Linked DNA regions of Columba livia: region 1 is linked to region 2. The links are chromatin contacts, called in public Hi-C maps. All regions are on one chromosome and are shown on one strand. Each heading gives the region's core, a stretch centred on a gene start, on an enhancer-like site or on the middle of the called end of the contact. The rest is flanking DNA. Distances are from core to core; before and after follow the strand shown. Region 1 holds the start of SFXN1 (sideroflexin 1). Region 2 overlaps LOC135575384 (a long non-coding RNA gene).

Evidence for each region. A called contact is a pair of places that touch in the nucleus more often than the background predicts.
Region 1: a contact with region 2 is called in a Hi-C map of crop, with 3 times the contacts expected there. The contact joins the promoter of SFXN1 here to the enhancer-like site in region 2. A contact is called at or near these places in 2 of 2 Hi-C or Micro-C datasets (crop and liver).

What each region holds. Positions count from the first base shown.
Region 1 is chr14:3,677,308-3,682,539 of bColLiv1.pat.W.v2, forward strand. It overlaps SFXN1 (sideroflexin 1), which reads left to right and starts at 2,662. Exons shown (of 11, transcript XM_065029556.1): 1 at 2,662-2,806. It overlaps DRD1 (dopamine receptor D1), which reads right to left and starts at 2,348. Exons shown (of 2, transcript XM_021289222.2): 1 at 1,628-2,348; 2 at 1-912. The coding sequence starts at 904.
Region 2 is chr14:3,310,672-3,316,062 of bColLiv1.pat.W.v2, forward strand. LOC135575384 (a long non-coding RNA gene) reads right to left here. Exons shown (of 3, transcript XR_010466006.1): 3 at 3,243-3,933. Among named protein-coding and RNA genes, the nearest start is that of MSX2, 130 kb to the right of the region's middle. Within about 2 kb of position 2,615, at least 2 of the 3 cell types and tissues checked have an H3K27ac peak away from gene starts, as active enhancers do.

The DNA of each region.
Region 1 (5,232 bases), core at 1,412-3,911, 370 kb after region 2:
GTTGGGTGGGCTCACAAAAGGGAATCATGCAGTTCAATACAAAAAACGGCAACCAGCAGCACACAAACACCCCCATGATCACTGACAAAGTCTTTAAGACCTTCGTTTCCCTCTTGAAGGACATTTTGAAGTTGCTCTCTGGTTGCTGGCAGTCCATACTGCTTCTGTTGCCGGTCGTGTTCTGGCAGTTCTTGGCGTGCACTGCTGCTCTCTCCAAGGCTGAGATGCGGCGTATTTGCTTCTGAGCAATCCGGTATATCCTTGTATAAGTTACTATCATGATGGCCACGGGTATATAGAAGCTAATTAGAGAAGAGGAGATGGCATACATCCTGTTCAGGCTAGAATCACAGTTGTCCATGCTTATGCCTTGTAAGGTGGCATTTAGGTCCAAAAAGCTTGTGGTTGTAGCCTTGTGCCAGTTCAGCTGCACAGGGATGAAGGAAATCAAAACAGACAAAGTCCACGCTACGCTGATCATGATGAAGGCTGCCTTGGGGGTCATTTTCCGCTCATACCTAAATGGGCTGGAGATGGCCCAGTATCTGTCCACACTAATGACACAGAGATTTAGGATGGATGCTGTTGAGCACATAATATCAAAGGCCACCCAGATGTTGCAAAATGAACCAAAAGGCCAGAAACCAGCAATCTCAGCCACAGCTTTCCACGGCATGACCAGAACTGCCACTAAGAGATCGGACACAGCCAAGGAGATGACAAAGAAGTTGGTCACCTTGGACCTGAGGTGGCGAAACCTAATGACAGCTGCACAGACCAGCGTGTTTCCCAGCAGCGTGGAGAGGATCAGCAGCGAGAGGAAGCAGCCCGTGAGGATCCGAAAGGAAGAGTCCCTTTCCACCAGCAACCCTTCCCCATCCATAGTGGTGTCGTTCCAAGTCATAGTTTCTCCTGAGGGAAAATCATATCATGATTTTCATGACGACATCAGCTCCTTTCCTTGCAGAGATCAGAGACATCAGACATCCATTAATTACTCACCGCCAAACAGACCAAGGGTCCTTTTTTATGGTCCTTTCATCCCCAAATGGACTTCACCCACTTTGAATCATCCTGCACACTGAAAGGTTTATGAGCAGGAACAGAAAATGCACAAATACAGTCCACCCTACAGACTGTTTTTTAAGCAGTCCCTTCAGAAAAACACTGCACCACCCCAGTATGAACTAACCTAATTCAGACAGCTCACCTGCAAGTGTTCTGCTGTTGTCCTCTGCAAATATACCCCACAGACAGGAAGGCAATCACTTTTCCATGCTTGCATATACTCCCACTTAAATAGGCTATTGATCGAGTATTTCCAGTGTCCATTGCACTAGCCCTTCCTATTTACTGGAGCGTACTATACAAGGTGCTTTTTCTCTAGTTTCCTAAAGGTCTCACTGACAAAACACTCCATCCTTCCTCCCCAGTACACTCCTGTTACAAAATGCAACAGTCCTCTATTTCTGGACAGCGTCAGAAAGCAAATCTTCACTTCGTTTCAAATTGGTTTACACTTCCAAGACAAAGAAAATAAATATACAGTAGGTGTGTTTTGAAGGTTTTCGGTAAGAAGTAGCTCATGTCATTTAGTTTTATTTAAACGAGAAATGCTGGCTCCTACCTTTCACCTCTGATTCTCTGTTTTCTCTGGGGTGCAGAGCTGTCTCTCCTCTTTTAGTTTTGGAATTGCATAGCAAATCTTATATACAAAATCAACACAGAAACACTGCATTGCATCAGGTGAGTGTGTGGTTTCTTTTTTCCCTGAAAGTGCAAATTGGCCGGGGAGAAGTAAAAACAGGAGCTGGCAGAGTTCGACCATCAGGAGTCAGTTTTCAAGGGAGCAGGAGGTCTGTGCTGTCGGACCGTGTGTGACGGACCCAGCCGGCGAGCGCTCAGTTGCCTCCATCCCACGGCCCCTGCTGATCACCCTGCAAACTCTGTTGGCCGCATCTGTCCCAGTGGCACTTTGTACATCCCGTCAAAGCAGCACATCAGGGCAAATCATCCCAGGCAAAAGGCACGGTATTCCCAACAATAGCAAGAGCCAAGTACCATTTCTTTCTTCTGTTGTTCCCTGGAAGGAGAAAGAAGGGCGAGAGGAGAAGAAGGACCTGAGTGACCTCCCCTCGGCCACGATGCAGGTGCGACACCAGCGGTACCCGCAGCCGGTTCCTCTTCCAGCGGGGACAGTCGCTTTAACGCTCCGCTGTCGGGTTGTAGCTTTCCATAACTACCCTGGAATAATCCCACCAGCTGCTTAGCGGGGCTGCGCTCCGGGCATCGGGTCCAGCTTTTAATATGCCTTTTTCCGTCTCAGAAAAGCGGGGGCGGAGGCAGCTCCTCATGCGTTCCCGCAGCCTGCCCCGGGCCGTGCATCTCCGGTGCCGGGGTGTCCCGGCGGCAAAGCCTTTCTTCTGCCCGGGGCAGGGCTCGGCAGCATCCTCCGTCCTTCCAGGAAAGGTCTGTCTGCCTGGCGTCTCCTCCTAAAGGATTAAGACGATGGAGAGACAGGCATGGAGGCACGCAGCGGGCAAAATGCGAGCCCCCTTCTCCTCCTCTAACATCTTCGGCTGGACGCAGCTTCTTCTGGGCAGCCTTCCCCCGGTTTTTCTGCTTTCCTGGGGAAAAACTTCTCAGGCAGCCGCAGAGGAAGGCAAAGCCGGGCTCCTGGAGCCGCTGTCCTGGAGTTTAGCGCAGCCGGGATTACTCTGCCCTGTCTGAGCTTCGCCGAGCTCCGGGGCGCTGCGTGATGCCTCGGCGCTACGAGCCAGCTGAGTTCAATTCATTGATGCGGAAAGTAAGTACCGGCACTAACTTGGGGCTGGGCGATGCTCAGGAGGCGGGCTGCGGGCCGAAGCACCCGCGGCTCCCGCGGCCCCCAGGGGAGCAGCGTTACCCCAGGGCACGCTTGGGAAGCTGGGGGTTGGGGGGGTCGGTCAGGACCTCCCTCCCGGCACAGCGGGGAAGGGGCGGCGAGCGTGGGGGTGCTCAGGAACAGCGGGGAGGGCCGGGCTGCCGCCGGGGCAGCGCTCCGCGCCGCCTCCCTCCGCGCCGCCTGGCGCAGCGGCGGCCGCCGGGCTCCCTCTCCTGGGCGGTCGCGGCCCCGCGGCCCCCCCCGTGCCCCTCTCCGCGTCCCCCCGCCGCCGGACCGCCAGGCAGCCCCGGGGGGCCGAGCCACGCCGGGACGCTCCGATTTCCACCCCCCGCTTCCAGGCCGAACCCGCCGCCAGAAACTCTTAAACCCCGGGTTCATAACATCGTTATCCCCGCGTGTGGACAAGGTGGGGGGAACCCAAAGCCCCGGTTCGCAGCTACACAAGCTGCCTGAGGACCCGTATCCCGACTAAGTTGCTGGAAATCAGGCGAGGGGAGAGCAGGGAAACAATTTGGGACCCGTCAGAGCCTCGGAGCGGGAACCCCCTGATGGCACATGGGGAGGTGTTCGGGGTTTGTGTCTGTAGAGAAAACTCGGTGCACTGAACTGCTGCCCTTGAGCGCAAAAATCTGCCACTCTCTTCACACCGTGTTTTCTCCTTTGCAAAAATCCTTCAGGTTCGGTAGTAAGCACCAAAACCAGAGCAGTTGCATCTCAGACCCCTTCTTTCTACAAAAGGGATTTTTCTTTCTTATCTTAGCCACAACAGGCAATGAAAGAAGATGAACGTGCTGATTTGCAAGGTGCTACGTTTGTGTAAGAATCTTACTCAAAGAAAACCAGAAAATGAAGATAAAAGATATCGCAGGGAGGTTAAAAACCTCACGGAAGTTTTTTAAGCTTACTAAGTTGTCAAGATAAACTTTGCAGGGTTCAGCATTAGTGAAATTGCTTTTGTGCCATCTGTAATTTTTCACAATGTCAGTTAAAGCAGATACAGTGCTATATTAACCTTGACTAGCTAACTAAAACACTTGTTTTCCTTCCCCCTCTCTTTATTTTTTTCCAACTGTTTCTCAGCAGCAAGTTCTCATTCTCCCCTTCTTATTATCGTGCCCTTTAATCATCATTCACCTCCAGAGAAGGGTGAAAATACACAAGAAAATTAATCCTGTATTGTTTGGTAATAGAGATTTCTAATGAAACTCCTTGTGAGTTTTCTTTTTCTGTTTTCAAGGTCGTCTTTTTTTTTCCTCTTGTTCTTAAAGCACAACAATGGTGATGTTTCCTGCATTAAAAAGATCTGTAGCACACTTCTGGTTTTGAAGTAGAAACCCTAGGCTGAGGAGAACATTGCCCGCGTAAGAACTCACTGAGCACGTTTGATTTTCTTTCCACTACAACTGTCCTGGATTATTCCAGGAGAAATCACAGCTCCAGAGCACACAAACAGCACAATCTTCGAGGCATACTGAGGACACATTGCAGAAACGAGAGCTGTCTGCTCTCAATCACCTGCTTATCTGAGTGAAATCTTCAGTTCAATTTTGCTCGGGAACAGCCTTTCCCGGGGAAGAGGCTGAAGACAGCATTGAAAGGCCCCAGTGCTGCTCACATGGGTGAGGGTTTAAATTTTTCATTTGAATATGAGATTTTTAAAAATGCCATTTATCTTCCTACTCCCAGCAGCTTTTAAGAATCTCACGGTCTTTATTCGTTTGGCAATTCTGTGTCTGTTTCAGAAGACAGAGCCTCTCTCCTGTCTCATCTCTAAATGTGAGTGATCAGGGATGAACATGAGGTCTGGCTCAGCCGAGACCGAACCAGTGGAGCAAAGCCCCTTCAACATCTACGTAGGTTTCGAACACCAGCATTTCATGCAGGGCACCCTGCTGTACTCATTTGTCACTCGAGCTAATTTGCAAGCTTTTAAAACTTTCATGACTTAATAGTCATACCCAGGTGAGGAACAAAAGTGAAATCCATTAAACCCCTATTATTATTCAGGTAAATTTAGTAGTGGGATTAGGCAGCCGATTGACACTCTGGGAGCCAGTTATACAAAGTACAGGGTAAATTTTCCTCTTGCTGCCTCCAGCCAATGCAAGAAAGATCCATTTTCATCGCGGTCAGGACTTGCCTAAAACTGCCAACAAGAGGATGACAGTGCAGGTGTTTCTCTGAGATTCAGAAACAAGCACAGGGCTTGTTTAATTCTCCCTGGGTACATACATTAAAAAGCTGCTTAATTTAATTTAATGCTTTTTGATAGCTACTGACCGATGCTGGAATCAAAGCAATGCCCAGCAAAGCAAAGCTTTTGTGTCTCTAATACGACCCTGCGAGGC
Region 2 (5,391 bases), core at 1,365-3,864:
AAGAAAGCAAAGCACAGCCTTGTCTTGTAAATATTTGGAGTCTATTTTATACCATATGAGAGCAATTCGTGTGTGACTCACTCCTTGTCCTTTTGAGTAGGTGATTTTGCAGATGATGAGAGCAGTCCCTTGTCATTAGACTTATGAAGAGAAGGACTTGTGGTATTCCACGCTAATAGTCCCAAACCCCATATGCCACAGCAGCCAGGTTGCAAGGGTGTGAATATATTTAATTGAATTATTTTTTTACAAGGGGGTATCTCGTCTTCCTCGTATGCCTTGCAGACCATTAAGGGCTTTATATTGTCACTTAATCTGATACAGAAGCAAGTCCAACAACTCAGCTGCTATGATTAACTTGTGTTTTACTTATTTTCTTCAGCAGAGGGAGCTTGAGTCTACAGCAAAAAGCCGCTTCCTTCGCTTTGACAAGTTCTCCGCTCCCTGAGCCCACCTCAGTGCCACGAACATGTGCAGGTAGATGAGGAGAGACATAACAGCACCTAGAAACAGCTCTGAAAAGCTGCCCTGCCCTCCGGATCAGAAAAAAATGGGGTGATCCCCTATGTGCTGGATCTACCCAACCCACAGCCCTTCTTCAGAGGACTCTAGCTTGGGTTCAAGTCAAAGAGCACACTGATATGGGAATGAAATCATGTGAAAAGTGGCTTTGTGCTAATCCTGGGCTTGGTTGAGCCAGCGCAGGGCAAAACCAGAGTAAATCTAAGTAGCCAAATGACTGGTGTGAACTGTAGCAGGGATGGGATTAAGTACCTTGTGCCACTCCATGCCGTGCCCAGAGATTGGGGTAGAGGATGGAATTCTTGCCTGGAGCAGGAGAAGGGTCACCAGCCATGCTGAGAAAGGTGGTGCAGAGACTCGATCTAAGAGGCGGGTTTCTTAGGAAGCTTTTCTCATTACAGGTCAGCTCAGCCGTGCCTGAGGGTCGTCCTGGTCGTGTTTTCCTGGGGACGGGACTGCCACAGCAAGTGCTATGGAGATGTTCACCCTGCTGTGAGCCCACTGCCTGGCACCGGTCACCCCTCCAGCTGCCTTGGCTTATAGTGTTAAGCAAAGGGATTTCTGCTTCAACCAAAGCAAATGAAACACGGAGTTCCCCGAGCAGCTCTCCTCAGTCATGTCTGTTGGATCTCAGAGCCCCTTGGAGGGTGGTTCAAAGCCACCCCTTGCAGGGGACAGTAGCTGAGCAAGGCGCTTGTGTGATGCCATGTGTGAAAACATTGGCCTGAACATTTTAATGGTTGTAAACACAACAGGATGCAATTAGTACGTGTAACTCATCCCTGAGATAAGCGAGCTTGGGAGCACCCATTTCAGAATAGGAAGTTAAGCATGCAGGTATTAAAATTACTTCAATAAAAATATATGTTGAAAGAATTGGAAGCGAACCCCATAAGACCGGATTCTTAGACCTTTATCCTCTGTACTAGAGAAGTAGTTATTTTATTCCTCTAACAGGCCATGATCCATGGGAAAATACTTCTATAAAACAACCATTAACTAATTAATAACATTCTGGCTTGAGTTGCCTACTTATAATCCATCTTTTCCCACATATTCAAGTAAGTTAAAGCTGTATAATTCTAACCTCACATTTACTTGATGGGCAGCTCATTTGTTGTGATGGAAGAGTCCTTGAAGAAGTGCCTGCTACCCACTTATTTCCAAGGTAAATGAAACAAACTGCAAATCAAGGACACCATTAAAACTTGCCCATATAAAGCAAGGGTCTGGTTCAGAGCTGTCTGGTTGACTATGCATTGGATCAGGCCCAAATTGCAATTGGTTTGCATATTTCCCAAAGAAATTCCAGTACATAAAATGCCCATGAATGCAAATATGTTGTGTTTTTCTATTTGTATAATTTGACAGAGGGTGGCTTGAAAATGAATGCACACAATAGGATTATACAATATTCTCAGGGATTCAAGCAAGTTGCTGTCTGCCTAAGGGAAGGCCAATCTAGTGATTAAAGCTTAACCTCTGGGGAGGAGGAAATCGCAGTTGTGTTCCCCGAATGGCCGCATATTTGTGCAGTCACCAAACTTTTCACGCCTCTGCCCTGCAAACAGGGACAGCGCCTATTTACGCAGCTTCACCAGCCCATCCACATTTGTATGTTGATAGCAGAGCAACAAGAGAGAGATGGTGTTGAAAGGCAAATCACCTCCTGACTTCGTTCCATATATATATTTGTGCCATGAATAGAGCAGCACTCAGTGCACATATGTCTTTGCTTATAATATTATAAATATTTTACCCCATCCATGCCTTGCCTTCCCTTCCCCCAACACTCTCTCTTTTTTAGGTGTTCATAGTTGTCATTCCCAAGAACATCTGAAAGCAACAGGATGGCATCACCCTCCAGCTCCCCCTTCTCTGACTCTCCTGAGAAGCTCTGTGTCCTATTGTCAGTGTTCTATATATTTACATCAACAGCAGAGGCTGGGGATGTGGGCTTTTTCGTTTATGTGAGTCTCACTGCCACAGGGGGTATTTAACTTTCTGCCCTGGTTGCTGTAATTCTCTCTCCAGTGGATATACAGTTCAGATCAGGTTCCTATTGCTGTGATGACAGGCATTCAGCAGGCACTGTAATTGCAGAGTTAAAACAGCTCATTTTCTTACTGGCAAGCTGTAGTTAAAGAGGTGCTAGGAGGCAGCCTGGCTGTCTGCAGAGGAACTGATCAAAGCACTGAAAGGCATCTGGCTTGTCTCTGTTTTCTTTCACCACCCCCCTTGCTGATGGAGGGGAAAAAAAAGAAAAGAGAGAGAGAGAAGGAGAGAAAAAGCGAATGAGGAAAAAAAAAAAGAGAGAAACAAAATAAGGAAAAAACTATTAAAAAGGAATTTATGAAAATGAATACTTGTCCCTTTCCTAAGGGTAAAAGGCAGTGTCTTATTAGAGACACTAAACACAGTTGGCTTAGGTCTATTTTTTTTAACTCTCTGTATTTTGTAATCAGAAAATTGGGGCTTGTGAACATTTGTGTCTATTTCTATTAGCTCTTCCTAGTAAGACAGTTAAGCCATTGCTAGTGCTTTCCTCGCTGCAGAGACTGAACTTTGCTCATCTCTGTACCAACGTCGTCCTCCCTTATCAGGCACAGCTTTTTCTTCTTCTGACCTCTACCCTCCCCTGAAGGACATAAGGCTCAAGCCGGAATGCAGTGGACAATGGGATTCTGAACTCCGGATTAACTACAAAAGTACAAATGAAACACGTTCTTGCTTAACTTTTATTTGTTCTAATTAGTTCCTGTTATAAATTTCAGCAAATCACACAGGAAAAGGTAAACAGAGTTGACAAACCACTTGAGATGTTCATATGAAAGGCAAAAGAAGGGGAAAAAACTCCAAAAGCTGAGGAAGGCATCTATCAACTGAATTGAGATCAATGATCTAAAAGACACCAAGAAGTCAATCAAATTTATTTTCCCAATGATATAAGGGTGTCCCTTGGCAAGCAAATGGCTCCGTTTCCAAATAAGAAAAGAGATGCTGCATCTTAGAGAAAAGCACCGTTCAGGTGAAAATAACTGAAAGGTGGGAATCGCTTTCTATGAGCCAAAGGGATAAAAGGTTATCAGGACAGTAAGAGCTCGCAGCTGAGGGCACACGCTCTCCTCCAGCAGCTCTGTGAAGTTCCTGCTTACGGAGGCTTTGAAAGGAAAAGAAATGGAACATGATCCATTATATACTATTTGACAACATTTTTCAACCAGGTTTCCAGGCTGGCACGGTGCAAACGCAGCGGGATTTCTGCCGTCTCTTCTGAGCCCTCTGTCATCGGAAACTCATCAGGGAGAGAGTTCGTTCTCGCTTTTGCTCCCCTCGCACTTCATTTTTTCATCCACTATCTCTTTACGGTGACACCACCATCTTCCCATGGACAAAAGAGGAGTTCAGAGTCTTTGAAAGAAGAAAACAAACTTGGTAACTCAACAAGGAGCCTAGACAGGCAATGTTGCAAATTAAGTTGAAAGAGGCCCAGTTACTGCGCCATTATTTGATTTCCCCTTCTCTAATCCCTTGCTTGTAATTAGCATAATTTATTAACATATTAGAGCCATGCATGTGAACCCTCTTTATAGTTGCTGAGTGCTCCCTGAGGCTGCCTAGTGAAAGCTTTTCCCCACTGTTTAATAATATGTTACATAAGGAAAACCAGCTTCTGATATCATTTAAATTATGACTTTCTTTTCTGCCTCTGAACACTCATTTCCTTTAAATGAGGTTAATTTCCTTAAAGAATGAAAATCCTCCGATTTCAGTTTTCCATTCATTAGACCCCCTTAGTTCAACATGAAAAAGTCACACGCCAAGAGGGAAAATAAAAATAAAGAAAAAGAAAAAAAAAATCCCATTGAACTTCAAAAATAACCATCCTGAAAAGAGATTTGCTGTCATCCTGAATTCTCTTCTCCTTTCTGGACCAAGAAGGGAACAACACAGGCTGTCAGGAGATAAAGATGGACATGCTGCTTTCCATTAAATGAGTTTCTCCCATCCAGCACGTAAGGTCCTCTGAATCCTAAGGGCATTTTCAGAGTTGGAAACCTGTGGTTCTCCTCTGGGGGATCACAGCGCAGTTTAATGGGCCAACAGCCAAACACGGATCTCTTCATATTCTCCCAGATAGTTTCCCTTCTTTCAATTAATCTGCTGCAGATATTTGGGAGCGGATGGGCAAACAAGGCCACCCCTGTCCTTGCTCTGATCACCAGCCTGATGCAGGCCCACCCTTGGGACAGTTCTTCCACCGCTCCCTAGTGCTGTGATAACCAAACCAAGGGCAGCTTCAAGAGGTAGCTCAACACTTCTCTTGAAATGTGGAATTTCCTCCTAGCTCCTCTACAATCTGTGCAGAAACACAAATGCATTTTCTTCTTGAATGCTGGCTCAGGAGTTAGTTAGCCCTAAGTCCACGGTCAGGTACTAGCTAAGCAGAAGACGTGCTCAAGAGAGGCAAAAACAGTGAGAGTTTTTGAAGTACTAGCCAAAAAAGTTGGTTTTCTGCTTCTCCTCTGGGTGCTTGTGTGATGTTTGGCTCACCCAGTATGTAAGAGCTTGACTCTAGCTGAGTTCAAGGTGATTTAACTGCTAATACCTTTGAGGATTTAGGCCTCTGTTGTATTTCAATAAACTGGGTATAAAGTAATTTCTGTACCTTAAAGAACAGCTGTGAGCTATTAAAGCTTGTAGCTGTGTACTCAAGGTAGATAATTCCTCCTCTTGTCATTGCAGTGAGCACAGCCCAGCCACAGATGGCACTTCTAGCTGTGGACTGATGCATAACAGCAGCATCATTCACGTTAACGATAATTTAAATACAGCGTTACCATGCTAACAAAAAGGGCACCCTGCTTT